Regions from separate parts of the Sus scrofa genome. Here regions 2 and 3 are each linked to region 1. Evidence: chromatin contacts called from public HiChIP or PLAC-seq data. All regions are on one chromosome and are shown on one strand. Each heading gives the region's core, a stretch centred on a gene start, on an enhancer-like site or on the middle of the called end of the contact. The rest is flanking DNA. Distances are from core to core; before and after follow the strand shown. Region 1 overlaps RASSF3 (ras association domain-containing protein 3). Region 2 overlaps RASSF3 (ras association domain-containing protein 3). Region 3 overlaps RASSF3 (ras association domain-containing protein 3).

Region 1 (3,650 bases), core at 564-3,063:
TAGTCAGGTTCACTCTGGCTGAGCAACAACGGGAACTCCCTAAATTGGGGTTTTTCTGTACAGCGCAGAGAACTATATCCAATCTCTTGGGATAGAACATGATGTAAGATAGTACAAGATAGTATATGACAGGCTCACTATGCTGTACAGCAGAAATTGACACAACACTGTAAATCAAATATACTCTAATAAAAATAAAATAATAAATTGGGGTCCTTTCCCAGAATGAGAATTATTATGAGATAAATATATTGAAGTGACCCCTCTGCATGGCAGGGCAAACACACAATGACCATATTTTTGCTCTTCTTTTTTTGCCTGTTTAGGGCCATACCCAGGGCATATGGAAGTTCCCAGGCTAGGGGTTGAATCAGAGCTGTAGCTGCTGGCCTACACCACAGCCACAGCAACACAGGATGCAAGCCTCAACTGCAACCTACACCACAGCTCAGGGCAATGATGGGTCTACTGAGCAAGAGCAGGGATCAACCCTCATCCTCACAGATACTAGTCGGGTTTGTCACCGCCAAGCCATGATGGGACTTCCCTGCTCTTATTGTCTGATGAATTGCCCTCCTCCCCTTTGAAGACGCAGGCTGCTTTCCCAGTCTCTAGTTTTACCTCTAAAATTTTACACTTCTGTCTTTGAACGGTGGGATTCCCATGTGTATGAAATTAAATTTGCTTTTCTCCTGCTAATCTGTCAGTTTGATTATTAGACCAGCCAAGAGAACTTCCGAGGGATAGAGGAAAATTCTCCCCCATATAAATATGGAATATTTATCACAAATACAAGACAGAGGTCTGATGAATGTTTTTCAGTAAATAAGACTTGTAACCCAGAGCCCAAAATATCTGACTTTGAAATCTTTAAGACAACTGCTTTGGGTAAACATTAATGCTTTTTGTTGTTAAGGAAAGGTATTCCAGGGAGATATTGATCCTTCTTAAATACAGACAAAAACCTAGTGGTGGCTTCGGAATTTCTGTGGAGGGAGCCTTACCAGCAGCTTACACAGGGCTGCATAAACTGTACATATAAAAGAAGAGAATTGCTGGTGAGGATAGATTTCTGGAGGGAATAAAAGCGGCTCTCCTGTTCTCCTCTGGTGCTCTGTAACCTCCATTCTTTCCATATTAAGTACAAATTCAGACCTCACTATGTGCACAGTGCCAGGAAAACCAGGTAAATATAAAAGAAAATGTTAGATAAGTTCCCTGCCCTCCAAAAGCTTGTACTTCAATTGGTGAGAAAAACATGCCCCATGAAACAATTACGTAATAATGATAGACAGACTGTGCCAAGGCCATCATTAAATGCAGGAAGAATGTGTGAAAATATAAACCAAAGATCTGAAAATGTGAAGAGATGTGCTGAGTCATAAAGGAGAGAAACAAGAGGGTTCCCTGGCGGTGCAGCGGGTTAAAGATCTGATATTGTCACTACAGCGGCTCAGGTTGCTGCTGCGGTGTGTGTCTGCGAACTTCCTCATGCTGCAGGTGCCACCAAAAAATAAAAAATAAATAAAGGAGAGAGAGAAGCAGAGAAGAGAGTAGGAAGTTCAGGGATGAGAAGGAAGGTCACCCGCAAAAACTTAAGCGGGTGACCTTAATCAAATACTTGAAGATGAGAAAAGAAGTTGATCAGAGAGATGAGGGGTGAACGTGTTGAAACATAAGCCAAGGAGTTAAGACCTTAACTGCTAAGACTTTGGGAACTACCAGCCTGGGTCCGACATAGAGGAGAGGGTTGAGAGGCAGGGCAGGGGGCTTGTGTTGTAACACTAACCTGAGAAGAGCAGGCAAACAAGCTCAGCCACCTCTTGTGAAACTTCCTGTGGTTTTGTGAGAGCTTCATGCAGCTCAGAGAGGATAAGCCCTGGTGGGGCATTGGGAAACCTTAACTGTCAAATCCTTGAACTTTGTATCATTGACTGCCTTGGTCAAAAACAATCTAACAAAATTCAGTCTCCTGCTAAGCTCAAAAGAGGCAAGTGATGAGGACAGTTCAACAAGTTGGAAAAAACGTATGCAAAGGTGGGACCCAGCATGACCCCATCAAGATGTAGGACAATCATGTATCTTTGACTTTGCCAGCTGTTTTCTAGTTTACCATGATTTCGTATTTATTTATTTATTTGTTTATTTTCTTTTTCGGCCACACTCGAGGTATATGGAAGTTTCTGGGCCAGGGATCAAATCCAGGCTGCAGACTCAACCTGTGCCACAACTGCAGCAATGCAATGCTGGAACCCCTGATTTTTGGCTCTTTTCTTTTCTTTCTTTTTTTTTTTTTGCTCTTTAGGGCTGCACCTGCAGCATATGGAGGTTCCCAGGCTAGGGGTCGAATAGGAGCTACAGCTGCCGACCTGCACCACAGCCTCAGCAATGCAAGATCTGAGCCACGTCTGCGAGCTACACTAGAGCTCATGGCAACGCCAGATCCTTGACCCACTGAGCGAGACCACGGATGGAACCTGCAACCTCATGGTTCCTAGTTGGATTCATTTCTGCTGCACCACGACGGGAATTCCTGGACTTTTTTTAAAGCTACTACAACCATGATTTAATGTTTCTTTCAACAAATATCTCATGATTCTCTCCGGGGTTTTAAACAATCATTATACGTCCTGAAAGTATATTCTACCTGGGGAGGTAATAGGGGGAGTGAGAAATTTTGTCTTCTGTATTCTTAGATCTGGAGCCCTACAAATTAAACTGACAAAAGACAGATTAACAGGAGAAAAAAAGTTATTACATAGACATCAGGCAGGTTTCCAGGAAAGAACTGAAAAGCCAAAGAGATGGAGAGACTAGGGCTTAAATATCTTTATATCAGTGTGAAGGGGGTTTAGTTAGATAAGGCTAAGGCAGGGAGGAGGGGAAGGTTGTAGGAAGGTCACCAGGAAATGTATGGTAAATAACAGCTGTTAGGAAGGTTTGTAAAGCAGACTCAAGTCATCTCAGCTGATAGTCTCCAGTCATTCTCCTCTTTATACCAAGGAGAGGAAAATGCTTTTACAAATGGAAATTTCCTTTATAAAAATGTAAATTTCCTTTACAAAAGGGAAGTTTATACTCTGGTTTTAGAGCTTTCCCTGAGCTGGCCGTTCCTCAGTTGCCTTCCATTCAAAAAAAAATTTTATCTACATGTGCCCTATTTTGGGGTAACATATCCTGATTCCCTTCAGGAGCACATTGGAAATAGCCAAACTACCAAAAGTCGTTTAAAGGCTACCATACTCCTTTCAGCATCTTCACCCTATTGCTTGCCCACAACCCGTCAGATAAAAACGAGCAATCCTATTCAGCTTCTCTTTAACAGGAAAAAAAAAAAAAATTGCATTTTATTAGCTATGTGTCCTCACCTCCCCAGGAAGAATGTACACTCAGGCTATATAATATTTGCTTAAAACCCAGAAGAGAATTATGAGATATTTGTTGAAAGAAACTATTTACAGGGAGTTCCTCTCTAGGATCCATGAGGATGCAGGTTCGATCCCTGGCTTCACTCAGTGGGTTAAGGATCCAGCGTTGCTGTGAGCTGTGGTGTAGGTCGCAGATGCGGCTCGGATCTGGTGTTGCTGTGGCTGTGGCTATGGTGAAGGGCGGCAGCTGTAGCTCCAATTCCTAGCCTGGGAACTTGCATA
Region 2 (3,650 bases), core at 717-3,216, 100 kb before region 1:
AGGGGCTGAATCAGAGCTGTAGCCGCTGGCCTACACCACAGCCATAGCAACACCAGATCTGAGCCACGTCTGTGACTTGTACCACGGCTCACAGCAACATCGGATCAAGGAGCAAGGTGAGGGATCAAACCTGCATCCTCGTGGATACTAGTCAGGTTCGTTTCCTATGAGCCATGATGGGAACTCTGAGAAGATCATTCTTGATGGAGTAAAACTCCAGCCTTTGCAAATACTCGCTGGCTCCTGGGAACTTCTGACTTTTCTCTGAAGCAATGCTTCTAGTGGTTCCAAGGAACTACCCACTGACTGCACTGAGAACATGGCATTCATTTACCTGAACTGTAAGCTTCTCTCACTCAACAGAACCTGTAATGGAAAACAGAGGTAGGCATCTCCTGTGTAACTTAGTGTATCACTTAAATGAAACACTAAATGAACAACAACAAAAACGGACGATAAAGCACCGTGACATCAAACCTGTCCTTCCATTTCCCACAAACCCCAAAGGCACCACAAGAGACCTGTGTTCTGATGAACTGCCCACTGGAGGCAATCAAATGGGCCTTTTTTTTTTTCTTTTGGCTGAAGGTCCTGGGCCAGGGATTGAATCCACACCACAGCAATGACCCAAGCCAGAGCAGTGACAACACCAGATCCTTAACCACTAGGCCACAGGGGAACTCCCTAATGGGCCTTTAAGTGGCAGTTCTACTGAAAAAGCTGGGTTGAGCTTACGGGAAAAGATAGTGGGCAGGCAGGTGGCTTTACCATTCACACTCAGAGGAATGGTGGGCAAGCAGCTGGACCTCAGTACCTATTTTCCTCATCTGTAGAATATAGATGTTGACAATACCTATTCTCATGGAGACGAAAAGCGGTTAATACATATTAAGCTTTTTAGAATAATACTTGGCACATGGTAATCACTGTGTTTAAATTTGCTGTCATTGTACAAAAGGTCCTTGACTTACCATGGTCTGACTTGAAGCTTTTCGACTTGATGATAGTATGACAACTGACATGCATTCACTAGAAGGTGTATTGGATTTTGAATTGCAATCCTTTCCCAGGCTGGTGATATTTTTTGTTTACAAAGGTAAGCAACCAATGTACTTACAACCATTCTGTACCCAACCATTCTGTTTTTCACCTTCAGTACAGTATTCAATAAATTACATGAGAGTCAACAATGTATTCTAAAATAGGTTTTGTCAGATGATTTTGCCAGCTGCAGGCTAATGCATGTGTTCTAGGTGGTTTAAGGTAAACGAGGCTGAAATAATGATGGTCCACAGGTTAGGTGTATTGAATACTTTTTTTTTTTTTTTTTTGCCACAGTGCAGCATGTAGGAATTCCCAGGCCAAGGATCAAGCCCACGACACAGCTGTAACCAGAGCCACAGCAGTGACAACACTAGATCCTTAACCTGCTGAGCCACGAGGGAACTCCTTGAATGCATTTTTGACTTAGGATATTTCCAGTTTATGATGGGTGTATTAGAATGTAACCCCATCGTAAATCAAGGATAATCTCTGAATACAGACTTTTCTCTTCTTTCAAAAACACAAAACTCCTTATTAGGATCACCCGACAGAGGCCCAAAACAGTGTATAATTCTTGCAAACTAATTTTGCAGCAGAAGGACATTCATATAATTAATTATCAACTGGTGAGAAATTTTGAAAAGAAACCTAGGGCAGGAAATGAACTCCCTTTAGGAGATAAAAATTCCAAAACATTTCCACTGCATCATGAGTAGTAACCCAGGCCACACTTGCAAACTAGATTCTTCTGGATATTTTGGCAAAAAAGATTTTACATAGAGCCATCATTTTTATTGTAACATTTTCACTTATAAAGCAGCTGTGGCACTTGAAAGGGTTTTTTTTTCCCCCTTCATGGACTGGTAACAGCCATGCGCCTACCTCACTACCTCACTAGCACCTCTAGGGGGCAGTGCAGCAGTAAAAACACTTGCCTTCAGCAGGCTTGGAGGCCTATGAGAAGCAGTCCTGCACCCATACCCATCCGGTGGGTCACATTGACCACAAAATGCAGATACTTGAATGTTGAAAGTGGTCTGTTCTAAGAATGGGAGACCTCAGAGCAGGAGTGGGTGGTGGAGAAAGAGGATTTCTAAGGAAGGGCCAATGTTCTACTTGGGTAGTGGTCACAGGGCAGCCACTTTACAGTAATTCTTTACATGGTTCTCATGCTTTATACCCTTGCAAATGCATGTATATGTCATAATTGTCTCCTGTGGGCAGACACTCACCTATGGTTATTTTCCCCAGAGGATAAGGCAAAGGAAAAATGACATTTGGGAGAAGAACTGTGCCCCACTCAAGCCTAATGAAAGTTGTCAGGTGCCGGCCCATGTTCCTGTGTCCCCAGTTACCTGCACAAGTAGCTCCTCCCACTCCTGTGACTTTCTTTACCTGGTGCATTACCATAAATAAAAACACACAAACATCAATTAACAACTTCAACTTTTAATAATGGAAACAATTTGCCATTCCAGAAACAATTTTAGAGAAGAAAACTCTTCCCCATAAAAATAAACTTAAATTCATCAAAATTATAAATATTATAATTTTTTTACTTCTGTGATTTAAAATGCTCCCCTGCAATACGACCCCTTCATTTAACCTCGTTCCTGTACCATCACATATTGAAGAGAAAACAGTATTACAGCAAAGCTTAATAGTTTAACATCAGAATTTGTACAATGATTTTAAAAAAATCTTTGGCCTCAGTGGCCTTTTACACATTAAAAATGCTGCTGCAGTCGCCAGTGTTTTGGGAAAGACCGTCGGTCTTCAAGAACCATGAACCAACAGGATTGCGACACAGTTTTCCAAATTGCGACTTGTAGTGCACATGACAGTGAGCGAGGTCCCGGATAATGCAGATGAGGATGCCTAATTTAGACAATCTACTTCAAGTAAAAAAAAAAAAAAAAAAAAAAAATTCACAGATACCCATCAACTACTATATTAAGGTTCTAACAGTGTCTGAATCTGAGAAACATAAGGCTTCACAAAATAAGCGCTTACTGGGATGGGTAATTAAAAGACCAGGTGGTTGATAACAGTATCCTCACACCCAAGCCATTCTCTGAATAGTAAAACCAGTACAAAAATCATGAAGGCATTCCCTGAACAATGAAGGTAAAGTGTTAGATGACAATGTCACTAAAACCTCATTAATGCACGAAAAAGAAGTTGCATGCAAAATTAAACAAGAGGTGCCATACATATTTTATAGCTAGTTCTACTTTTTTTTTTCTTTCCAACTTTCCTTAAAAAGCTCAGGAAGATATGATTGTCTCAGTAATGCATGTGGCAAAGCAGAAGCGACACTTACATCTGCCTCCAACAAGAAGGGTGTTCTCTGAAAAGTCAGAAGGGCCACCACAAGGACCAAAGAAATGCAATAAAAAAAAGCCACAGTTCACTGAAGAGGCAAAGAACTGAAGCACCTTGGAATTTCAAAAAGAATCCATTAGGTGTCACCAAAGTGTTAACAATTCCTTGGGAATTTATAAACAAACAATATCTAGACTAAAAACAGACTGTAAGGCCACTCCAGAAGCACAGCACAACTTTCCTGTTGTTTTCAGATTAACTGCTGTGTAAAATGAGGTTAT
Region 3 (3,650 bases), core at 556-3,055, 86 kb before region 1:
TTTGGGGAGCTGTGGTATAGGTCGCAGACGCAGCACGGATCTGGCATTGCTGTGGCTGTGGTGTAGGCCTGTGGCTGTAGCTCCAATTAGACCTCTAACCTGGGAACCTCCATATGCCGCAGGTGCGGCCCTTTAAAAAAAAAAAAAAAAAGCTTTCGAATTAAAAAAAAAAAAAGGATCAATTGGAAGGAAAATCCCAAATGAGTAGCTAAAACCTAAAGGGTTTCCCAATATATTTTTTTAATTGAAGTATAAGTGACTTACAACATTGTATTAGTTCCAGGTATATAACATAGTGATTCAATATTTTTATACCATTATATTTTTAAATTGAGATATAACTAACATATGACAACTGTATTTGTTTCAGGTGTACACCATACTGCTTACACACATATGCCTGCACACACACATACACAATCACCACAGTAGATTTAGTTAATACCCATCATCACACCATTTTGTTTTGTTTTTTTTTTCCTCTTACGATGAGAACTTTAAAATCTACACTCTTGGAGTTCCTGTAGTGGCTCAGAGGTAACGAAACTGATTGACATCCATGAGGAAGTGGGTTTGATCCCTGGCCTCCCTCAGTGGGTTAAGGGTCTGGCATTGCCATGAACTGTGGTGTAGGTCACAGACGCGGCTCTGATCTCGTGGTGTCGCTATGGCCGTGGTGTAGGCCGGTGGCTGCAGCTCTGATTTAACCCGGAGCCTGGGAACTTCCATGTGTCATGGATGTGGCCCTAAAAAGACCAAAACAACAACAACAACAAAACTACATTCTTGGGAGCCCCCTGGAGGTCTGGTGGTTAGGATTCAGCACTTTCACTGCTGCAGCCCATGTTCAATTCCTGTCCAGCAATTCAGACCCTACTTTAAGTAGCTGCCACCTCAGACCTACTATTATGTGACCTTGTATTTTTAAGTCAACTGAGGTAGCAATTATACACCAAGGCCATAGACAAGGCCTATTCCTTCAGCAAGTACCTGCCGAGCAGAAGCTGAAGGCTGGGTTTTGCCCCAGCGTGGGGCCGCCAGTTACCACCTCCGCCCTCCCGGTGCTTCCTGCCCAGCACAGGAGGAGTTTGAGTGAGGAAGGCCAAAGGAAAAAGCCTGCAAGATGATAACTAATCAAGGTTCCTCCCTTGGAAGGAGTCTGGCAGCAGAAGAAAAGGCACAGGAGTCACAAGTTCAGGCCTCAGGGTGGAGAACACCTGTTTCTTTCCGCATCAGAAGTGGAGAAAGTCTCCTGATGTGGAAAATGTCCAAGTTACTTATCCCTTTAAAGGGGACCCCCCTCTCCTCTCACACAGGAAAGAACTCTCCTGCCTCTCCTCCCAACACAGTGACTTCGGGGATAGGGCTGTCTCAGCAGGAGCAGGAGGAGAACAGGGAACCCGGGGCGGGGAAGCTGGGGAGCAGGCACAGTGAGTACCAAGGTGACAACCAGAGAGGGCTAAACGCACCCCCGTGTGGTGGGCGTGGAACAGATACAGGTAAGCAAACATTCACAGTTAACTGCACAGCAAGGAGAGGGAACGGCTTGAGAGCAGGAGGCTGTGAACGCAAGGGTTATTGCCCCTGGTAGCTGGGGAGGGTAGGAGGCCACGCCTGAGAGGGTCTGTTTGGGGAGTTTCGGGTCACCTTCTTTAGAAGCCACTTTGCTCTGCAGTTCCCCCAGCCCTCGGGTTTCTCAGAGGGAGAGTTCTTCCAGGCAAAATTATAAGCTTGGACACCTCCCTGGTGTTTACATCTCACACGCCCTGCGGGCTGCTCTCAGGTTTTGCCTCAGTTCCTGGGTGGGGTCACACTGCTGTTTTTACACCCAGTGACTTTCAGGAGACGCGCCCTCCCTCGCAGACACACAGGAATCCCAGGCAGCACAGCCCAGACTATGTGAAAGGAGCATCCAGGGGACAGTCCAGGGGTATACAGACCCCTACAGACCTGGGTGGAGGGCCTGGACACTGTACTCCATGCTAGCTTTTCTGTAATTCTGCGTGTTATTCAAATTAGTTTTTTCTTCCAGTTTTACTGACATGTAGTTGACAGCACTGTATAAAGCACAGTATTAAAAAATAAATAAAAATTTTAAAAAAGAGTTCCCGTTGCAGCACAGTGGAAACAAATCCAACCAGGAACCATGAGGTTGCAGGTTCGATCCCTGGCCTCGCTCAGCAGGTTAAGGATCAGGTGTTGCCATGAGCTGTGGTGTAGGTCACAGAGGTGGTTCAGATCTGGCGTTTTGCTGTGGCGTCAGCCGGCAGCTACAGCTCCAAGATTTGACTCCTAGCCTGGGAACCTCCATATGCCATGGATGTGGCCTGAAAGAGACAAAAAGATCAAAAAAAATTTTTTATAAATACAAAAAAAGGGAAAATCCAGCAAACTAGGCTTAGAAAAGGCCATCTGTAAATAATATAAATTTGACTTGTCCAACTTTGCTAACTATGTTAAACTGCGTATTTTTAAATTCTGAATTAAAACGTAAAATATCTAAAAATAAAAAATGCCATGTTAGAAATATAAGAATAAACAAACAAATAGAAAGCATCTGAGAATAACATGGGGGGGTGACTATGGCTCCTGCTGTTTGAGCCTAGTGGGGGCATGTGGTCTGCAGCTTAGGCGTACTTAGGTCTAAATCACAGCTCTACCCCATTCTAGCTGTGTGACCAGAGGCAAAGATATCTAATCGGAGTCTCGGTTTCCTTCTCTTTAAAATGTGCAAAACCATATAAACTTCATAGAATGTAATGAAAATATAATACAACCCATTACTCAACAACTATTGTTCTCCTACTGTTACCCGCCTCTGTCCCAGGCACTTAAAGCCAGGAGAGATCACTGTGGTCCCTGCCTTCCTGCCTTTTCTTGGCTGGTAGCCTAGTCAAGTTTGTCTCACTCCCTGCCCCACTCCTGCGCATGTGTGGTGGTGTTCTGTTTTGTCTGCATCACAGACCTCTTTAAGAGATAAAACTACAGATCCTTTTTTTAAATGCAAAGAGCACAGATTTCCTGATGGAGCTGAAGACAATATATGCCCCTGTCCAGGTGACAGGAACACAACAGTCACTCAGTCAGGAGTGTCACCACCTCCCCACTGGTGGTCCTACTGCTCTGACAAGAAGCAGTGCCGACCCCTGGCCAGTTTGGGAGGTGCCTTCCCAAAGTGAGGCTCAATTCCAAACTCATGAATTCCTCCTTTTTATCTGCTTTCCAGTTGTAGAAACAGGCAGTCACCAACCGATAACCCATACAGACTGGGTATTCAGTGCAATACAGATGGACAAGTGCCAGCCTTGCATTGGGTACGGAATAAATCATCAAGCACCCTTTATCCTAAGACCGCACTTTCCTGGAGTGGTTGGCCCTGCTGCAAATGGAATTCAGGGATAGCTTGAGTGGAATGGAGTCTAGGTAATGACTCCTCACCTCCTCCTTCCAGGCTCTGTTCCAACAGAGACATCAAAGTATCGTGGGCCTAAACAAAAGAGAAAAATCATCTCTGGAGAAAGATCTTTTTCCTACAACCAGGGAGGGACCTACAAGCCAATCAATGCAGGTTTGCACAGAAGCACCATATGAAGTGGTGATTTTCACGAGTTGGTGAGCAAGCCGTTTGGGAGGCTCAAAAGAAACTTTCG

What was found. HiChIP or PLAC-seq counts read pairs in DNA pulled down with a chosen protein or histone mark.
Region 2: a contact with region 1 is called in an H3K27ac HiChIP or PLAC-seq map of alveolar macrophages. The contact joins two enhancer-like sites. A contact is called at or near these places in 1 of 5 promoter capture datasets (liver), 17 of 47 Hi-C or Micro-C datasets (alveolar macrophages, blood, embryonic fibroblasts and 9 more) and 2 of 2 datasets of contacts at active chromatin or transcription factors (alveolar macrophages and skeletal muscle).
Region 3: an H3K27ac HiChIP or PLAC-seq map of alveolar macrophages shows a contact between it and region 1. The contact joins two enhancer-like sites. A contact is called at or near these places in 1 of 5 promoter capture datasets (liver), 17 of 47 Hi-C or Micro-C datasets (alveolar macrophages, blood, embryonic fibroblasts and 6 more) and 2 of 2 datasets of contacts at active chromatin or transcription factors (alveolar macrophages and skeletal muscle).

What each region holds. Positions count from the first base shown.
Region 1 is chr5:29,008,199-29,011,848 of Sscrofa11.1, reverse strand. The region is part of intron 2 of RASSF3 (ras association domain-containing protein 3); the gene reads right to left. Among named protein-coding and RNA genes, the nearest start is that of RASSF3, 60 kb to the right of the region's middle. Within about 2 kb of position 1,813, at least 10 of the 83 cell types and tissues checked have an H3K27ac peak or open chromatin away from gene starts, as enhancers often do. A contact at or near this core is called in alveolar macrophages, where this site is marked.
Region 2 is chr5:29,112,722-29,116,371 of Sscrofa11.1, reverse strand. It overlaps RASSF3 (ras association domain-containing protein 3), which reads right to left. Exons shown (of 6, transcript XM_021091945.1): 6 at 2,478-3,650. Among named protein-coding and RNA genes, the nearest start is that of GNS, 76 kb to the left of the region's middle. Within about 2 kb of position 1,966, at least 5 of the 83 cell types and tissues checked have an H3K27ac peak or open chromatin away from gene starts, as enhancers often do. A contact at or near this core is called in alveolar macrophages, where this site is marked.
Region 3 is chr5:29,094,121-29,097,770 of Sscrofa11.1, reverse strand. The region is part of intron 2 of RASSF3 (ras association domain-containing protein 3); the gene reads right to left. Among named protein-coding and RNA genes, the nearest start is that of GNS, 94 kb to the left of the region's middle. Within about 2 kb of position 1,805, at least 21 of the 83 cell types and tissues checked have an H3K27ac peak or open chromatin away from gene starts, as enhancers often do. A contact at or near this core is called in alveolar macrophages, where this site is marked.